Regions from separate parts of the Gossypium arboreum genome. Here region 2 is linked to region 1. A link is a contact called in public Hi-C data. All regions are on one chromosome and are shown on one strand. The core of a region is the stretch at or near the end of the contact, and the rest is flanking DNA. Distances in the headings are between cores, read along the strand shown.

Region 1 (3,517 bases), core at 550-3,049:
TCAATATAGAATTTACAACACATATTTTCTATAAATTTTAGAATTTTTCATCAATTTTTACAACTTTACATTTTAGTCCCTAAATCATGTTTTCATCAAAGATCACTTTGTAAAAGTTGTTTATCTACCAATAACCTTTCATTTTCTACCATAAATTTCTAATTTTCAGCATATACATCCATGACCTAATTTCCATACTTTGATAACTCTTCAAATTGATCCCCCAAATAGATAGATTAAGCTATCCCAGTTTCAAAAATATCAAAATTACTAAAAACGAGACAAGAAAACTTATCCAATTTGGCCAAGAAAGTTTCTTCTCTCTCTCCTGGGGTTTACATGGAATATTTTGGGGAAAAATATGATATAAATGATTTTTTCTCTATTTAATTAATTTATCATCTTTAATAATTTTGATTTCCAATTTAGTCCTTAGCCTTTTTCTAATTTTCCATGGATGAATCATCCAAAAATATCTACTAACTTTTTATTAATGGTTTAATTACCATTTAAGGACCTCAATTTTTGAATTCCATAGCTATTTAATCCTTCTAGCTACTAGAATTCAACTTTTGCATTTTATGCGATTTGGTCATTTTCGTAATTAAACACATAATCGGTAAAAATTTCTTATCAAAAAATTCACATGACATTTCTAACATATTATGGACCATGTAATAAAATAAAAATTAATTTTATTTTCGGATCGGATTTGTGGTCCCGAAACCACTGTTCCGATTTCATTGAAAAATAGGCTATTACATGGCAAATAAGACTTTCCTGCAATTTTCTTTCAAAAGTATTAGCATGTAGTAGGGCATGAAGTCGCTACGTATTGTCTGGATGTTCTTAATGGTCGAAGAAACATAAAGGAGGTGAATCATACAAGTATAGTTCTTATCCCTAAGGTGAATTCAGCGAAACCTATGAGTCAGTTTCAACCCATTAGCCTTTGTAATGTGATTTATAAAATAATTTTGAAGGTGATTGTCAACAGATTTTGCTAGGTGCTTCATTTTTGTATTAATGATAGCCAAGGGGCATTTGTACCAGAAAGGAAAATAACAGATAACATTTTTATGGCTTATGAAATTTTACATTTGTTCAAGAAAAGAAGAGGAAATTCGAATAAAGGTTTCACTTTAAAACTCGATATGAGTAAAGCATATGACAGGGTCGAGTGGTATTTTGTGGAGTTTGATGCGAAGAATGAGATTTTGCTAGGAGTGGACTTCCCTTATAATGAGGTGTATCACTAGTGTTTCGTATATAGAAATGATCAATGGAAAGCATTGGGAGGAGTTTTGACCTACAAGAGGATTAAGGCAAGGAAATCTACTAAGCCCATACTTATTTCTAATTTGTGCCAAAGTTTTCTCATGTTTAATTGACATGGCCAGAAGAAAGGGGAGGCTTTTGGGGTCAAGGGTGGGGAGAAGTAATATTTCGGTGACCCATTTATTTTTTTACAGATGACAGTGTGTTGTTTGGAGAAGCGTTGACTGAGGGTGCAAATAACATGAAAAACGTGATCAACGAGTATGAAGTAGTATCGAGAAAAATGGTTAATTTTGACAAATCAGTAATCTATATAAGTGGTAATGTTGAACAAGAAATACAGGAACAGGTGGGCAGAATCTTGGGAGTGCAAATTTCTAATAATCCAAAGAAGTATTTGGGATTGCCAACAATGGTCGGTCGAAGGAAAAAGCATGCTTTTGTTGAAATTAAAGAACGTTTTAGCAAGATGATGAACAATTGGAGTGTACGCTACTTATCGGCTGAGGGTAAGGAAGTATTTCTTAAATCCGTTTTACAAGCTATTCCGATCTATGCTGTAACACCCGAAACCTGGCCCAGCCGTAATGGCCGAATCTGACGTGCCACATTGAAGTTAAAAATCCACGCTTTGTTTTAGTGTTTTAAAAAAACGGTCGTTTGATAAGGCTTAACCAAGTGAATGGAAGTCTGCACTGGTAGGTATCCAAAAAGCGAAGAGGTGAGCCATGAAGGTCGCTTAAGTACCAAGCTCTTGAATGGATCCAATCCTAGACATGCCCATAACCATTACCACACTTTGGTGCGAGGTTAGGTTTTGAGAAAAACGAGTTAGAATTCATTTAAGTAGATATTTTTGATAAACCGATTAATTGTATCGTTGCGTTACTTTGAAAACAATTATCATTTTCAAAATGTGGGCTAAGTCTAACCCATTTTGGATTGTTATCAGTAAAATATAGGGTATAAAATAAAATGATCCCAGAAAAATAATTAAAATGGCCTTATTACAACCCAAAACCAAATAATAATATTAATAAGATAAAACTTATAAAGAAATAAATCGGCTACTTATTGCAATTAAAAGAAAGAAGCGATGAGTGTGGCCATCTCCGAGTCCTCACGACTCCAAACCATCTAAGCTTAGGGATTACGGACAATTAGAAGCGGGTGAGTTTACGAAAACTCAAGTGTGTAATCCCAATAACATACAAACAAGTGAAAACACATGTCGAGACAATCGGGCCAAAGCCCTATTTAGTCTTGACATATCTTGGTCAAGCATTTTCATAAATCATATCATTTGGTCAAGCCTTTTCATAAATCATTTCACTGGGTCAAGCCTTTCTTCAGAAATGGTATGGCCCATAGGCCCATTTCAATATCACATGTAATGTCAATGGATGTATGCAAGCCCATTTCAATATCATATGAAATACCAATGAATGTATGCAAGCCCATTTGGGAGACTACTCGACCCACCATTCGCTACTCTCCACCGTACCAACCAACACACTATGTGGGAATGATTCAACCCACCCAACCAACACACCAACGGCAAGCATAGTGCTTTATCATATATCTGGAGGCCTAGCCTCTTTTAATAACTGGGGCAAAGCCTTTTTCAGTAAACTGGGGCATAAGCCCTTTTGCACTTCCTCTATCCATATAAAAACCCAACCCAATGCATTTATGAATACATCATGTGCATTTCATACATATCATGTGCATTTCATACATATCTTGTGCATTTTATACATATCATGTGCATATCATATCAATCATGTATATCATATCCCAGTATCAAATTTATAATTAAACCTTAGGGGTATAATGGTCATTTTTACCTAAGGGCAAAACAGTCATTTTCATACTATAAGGGTAATTTCATAATTTTACCAAATATCAAGGTTTTCCATGTTCATCAACAATTATCAATATTTCCAAGTGTTTAAACAATGATCTTTAACCCACTTTATCAAACTCAGGCTTTTAGGCCCAAAACCTCTAATGGGCCCTACGAATGCCGATTTAGCCCACTAAGCCTGCTTAATCCAAATTTTACAACAATACTAACCGTATTATCAAGCAACTTTTCCAGTTTCCATTTTCTATCAATTTTACCCAAATGGGCCCGAAAGCCCATTGGGCCCAATTCCAACCCATTGAGGCCCAACTTACCATCGTGTACAAAATTGTGCTCTTACCTATTCCATCGATCCAACCACTGATCATATCG
Region 2 (3,090 bases), core at 225-2,724, 65 kb before region 1:
AACATGAAATGATTTTAATTTAGAAAAAGTGAAATAAGTAATCTTCAATTTATATTAAGAATAAACATAATTTAAGTTTATTATTTTTCATTATGAGCGTAGGATGAAAATATTACTAACAAAATAACAAAAGTAAATATATATTAATTTGATTAATAAAATGTAAACAAATTTAAACTAAAAAAGTAATAAGTGATATATATTAAAAGTGTTATGAAAATGAAATTTTAATAGAATTAAATTGAAAAGGGTAACATATAAATTATAATTTTGAGGACGAAATCTAAATTTACATGATATAAGAATAATTTAATGTTGCAGTTTTATCCTTGTTTATCTTAAATAGCCTAAACAATAAGAATCGTCTTAAAATTTGGAGGGGGGTTGGGGCCCATGCCTAGCTACTCCCCTTCTTTTTACTGATTTGCATGTATGTGCGTATGCATGTGCCTTTTTTGGAAAAAAAACCAAGAAAAAAAAACGAAGAAAGACCTTGTTTATGTTATGAATGAACATGTCTGCAGTGAAAGCTGAAGAATCACCAAGATTGTTCATCAACTTGCTAGTAACAAGCAATACAAGAGGTGTACAAAAACCATCACCAACGGCTCCGATGAAGCCAAGAGTCATCAACCACATATCTACATCATCCGCATGCATGAAAATTGACCTTATGGATCCGTTTATCTTCTTCTGTTTCTCCTTCTCATTACCCATTTTGAGAAGAAAATAAAAACAGCACCCAAAGAATCTGTAAACCACTTAGGGTAGCACCGGGTGTTTCGTGTTTTTTGTTTGTTGTTGTTTTCTTTGCTTGCCTCCAAAAATAGTTGTCTTTTAAGACAAGTGAGAAGAGAAACAAGTGACAGGGTGATGCTTTTGGCTAAGTATTAAGAAACAAACATGAGAAATGTCTTGTATATATAGCTATTCTTCGTGTTGTGTGGCTTAGAGTTGGTAGTGAAGAGTAAACCACTGAAAGGAAAAATAATAATAATAAAGGGTATATTTATATGGTTACTAAAATAGTAAAAAAAAAAAAAGAAAGTAAATAGACCACGGATGTTGAAACAGCAAACGGTCCACTAATTGGACCAGATTAACTTGGATCGGACCAAAAAAGCCCACTTTTAAAAACTCTAAGCTAGCCCAGCCTAAATTAGTTAAAGCAAATGAAACAAAAAAGCCCTAGTCTATCAACACTCAACCCTCTGTTCGCCTCCCCCCCCCCTGCTCGCCCTCGCCTACGCAGATCAGTGGTTCGTGGCTTGCCCCTGCCATCATCCGCTGTCATTGTTTTCTAAACCTTTGAGCTTTAAAACAAAGGGAAACTAAACACTAAACATAATATGGAGAATTGAAGAACCCAGGAAATGTGAAAAGGAAAACTATTAGTAGTATAAAACTTGAAAAGTGGGTGCTGCATTTATGGGGCACCTGAAAATGGGAGAAAATAATAATGTTTAGCTCGGTGGAAGATAGCTGTCAACTATTTAACCACTATCTATTTTTAAAATACAAATATTATTTGACCTCTAATTTTATGAAAAAAATTATTTTAGTCATATCATTTAATTTTTCTCTTTTAATCTCTCGATTATTATTTTTATCAAAACACTCTCAAATAAATAGAAAAGTTAACATATATCAATTATACTGATTTGAAATTCACGTGGCAGTTCACATGCATGTTAATAATGATTAAAAAATTAAAATTTAAAAATATTTAAAACTATTTAAAATTCAAGAAAATAATAGAAAATTATTAAAATTATTTTGAGAATTCAAAAAATGTTAAAAATACAAAAACAATAAAAATTTTATTTAAAATTTATAGCAAATTATAAAATTATAAAATTTATTTAAAAACAAGGCAAAAAATCCAAAACATAGGAGAATAAGATGTCTCTGATGACATTTTGTAACCTTTCAAATAATTTAATACTCATTTTGTAATATTTGAAATTGAATGATTAAGATGTAAATTTATTGATTTTAATGACCTTAGGTGCAATTTATCAGATTTAATTTCAGAAATTATTTTTATTAAATTTTTATAAATCGTTTATTTAAATTATAATCGAAGTTTAAGAGAATTATGAATGGCGAATATCCAAATCAGCAGCAATCCGAATCCTATATGATAGCATCGAAATCATAATCTAAAACCTTTTTCCTCGTAACACTTAAAGAGGACCAAATCAGTGACAGGAAGTTGAATAGGGATGACATTTGTTGCAATTGAAGTTTGGAGACTCTTGTGCTGACATCGCAGGAGAGTTGAAAGAGTTGCATATGTCGTTTTATTTAGAGATATTCAAATGGTTGGTTCGATTAATATTCGAATCGAATTATTATTAATTAAATTATTTGAAATATAAAAATTATTAACCCTTAATCGAATTAAAACTTTTTAAAATATTTTAACTAAATTAAAATATTTCGATTAATTCGATCGGTTAATTGAATTAACCAGAATTTATATGTTTTTATCTTTTGATTAAAATAAGTATAAACATTTAAAAAAATACATTGCTAAATGTTCATTTTCTTTTATTTAATAGTTCAAAAACTTTAAATAGAGATGAAAATAACAAATAATAATTTAGAAACACTACATAAGTCTTGAAATTCAGTTAATTATCCATTGAAAATGACAAATAAGACATTAGTAATTACTCGGTTTTAAATTGAATTAATTGATAATCGAAATTTCAAAAAATTATTAATTGACTTTCAACCGAATTAAATTCGACTACCGACTGATTAACCAAATTAGATCGATTAATTCAATTTTACCATATTGGGAACACCCTCAATTGTATCTGTGGAGGAGAATAAGCGTTTAACGAGGTTTCCACCCAACATCGAAAGCAATAACAATGGTAATCATCAACTTTTGCTTGATCAAATTGATCTAACCAAAGTTTTGACCAACCAAGAGTGACCAATAAAATTTGGTTTAAGATTTAAGTATTTTGCATTTCTAACAAAAATAGTGTTGAGAAGTTAAAATGGCTATTTTAAAAAAGATGTAAATTAAAAAAAATGCATTTAAATGATATACAAATTTGTTAATATTAAGATATA

What was found. Hi-C and Micro-C count contacts between places; a contact is called where the count stands out from the background.
Region 2: a Hi-C map of leaf shows a contact between it and region 1, with 3 times the contacts expected there. The contact joins the promoter of LOC108458276 here to the enhancer-like site in region 1. A contact is called at or near these places in 2 of 5 Hi-C or Micro-C datasets (both in leaf).

The regions. Positions count from the first base shown.
Region 1 is chr4:10,867,398-10,870,914 of ASM2569848v2, reverse strand. It overlaps LOC128291661 (a long non-coding RNA gene), which reads right to left. Exons shown (of 5, transcript XR_008281478.1): 5 at 2,933-3,517. Among protein-coding and RNA genes, the nearest start is that of LOC128291661, 5.5 kb to the right of the region's middle. Within about 2 kb of position 1,799, at least 1 of the 2 cell types and tissues checked has an H3K27ac peak or open chromatin away from gene starts, as enhancers often do. A contact at or near this core is called in leaf, where this site is marked.
Region 2 is chr4:10,932,442-10,935,531 of ASM2569848v2, reverse strand. It overlaps LOC108458276 (ABC transporter B family member 15-like), which reads right to left and starts at 1,474. Exons shown (of 7, transcript XM_017757611.2): 1 at 493-1,474. The coding sequence starts at 717.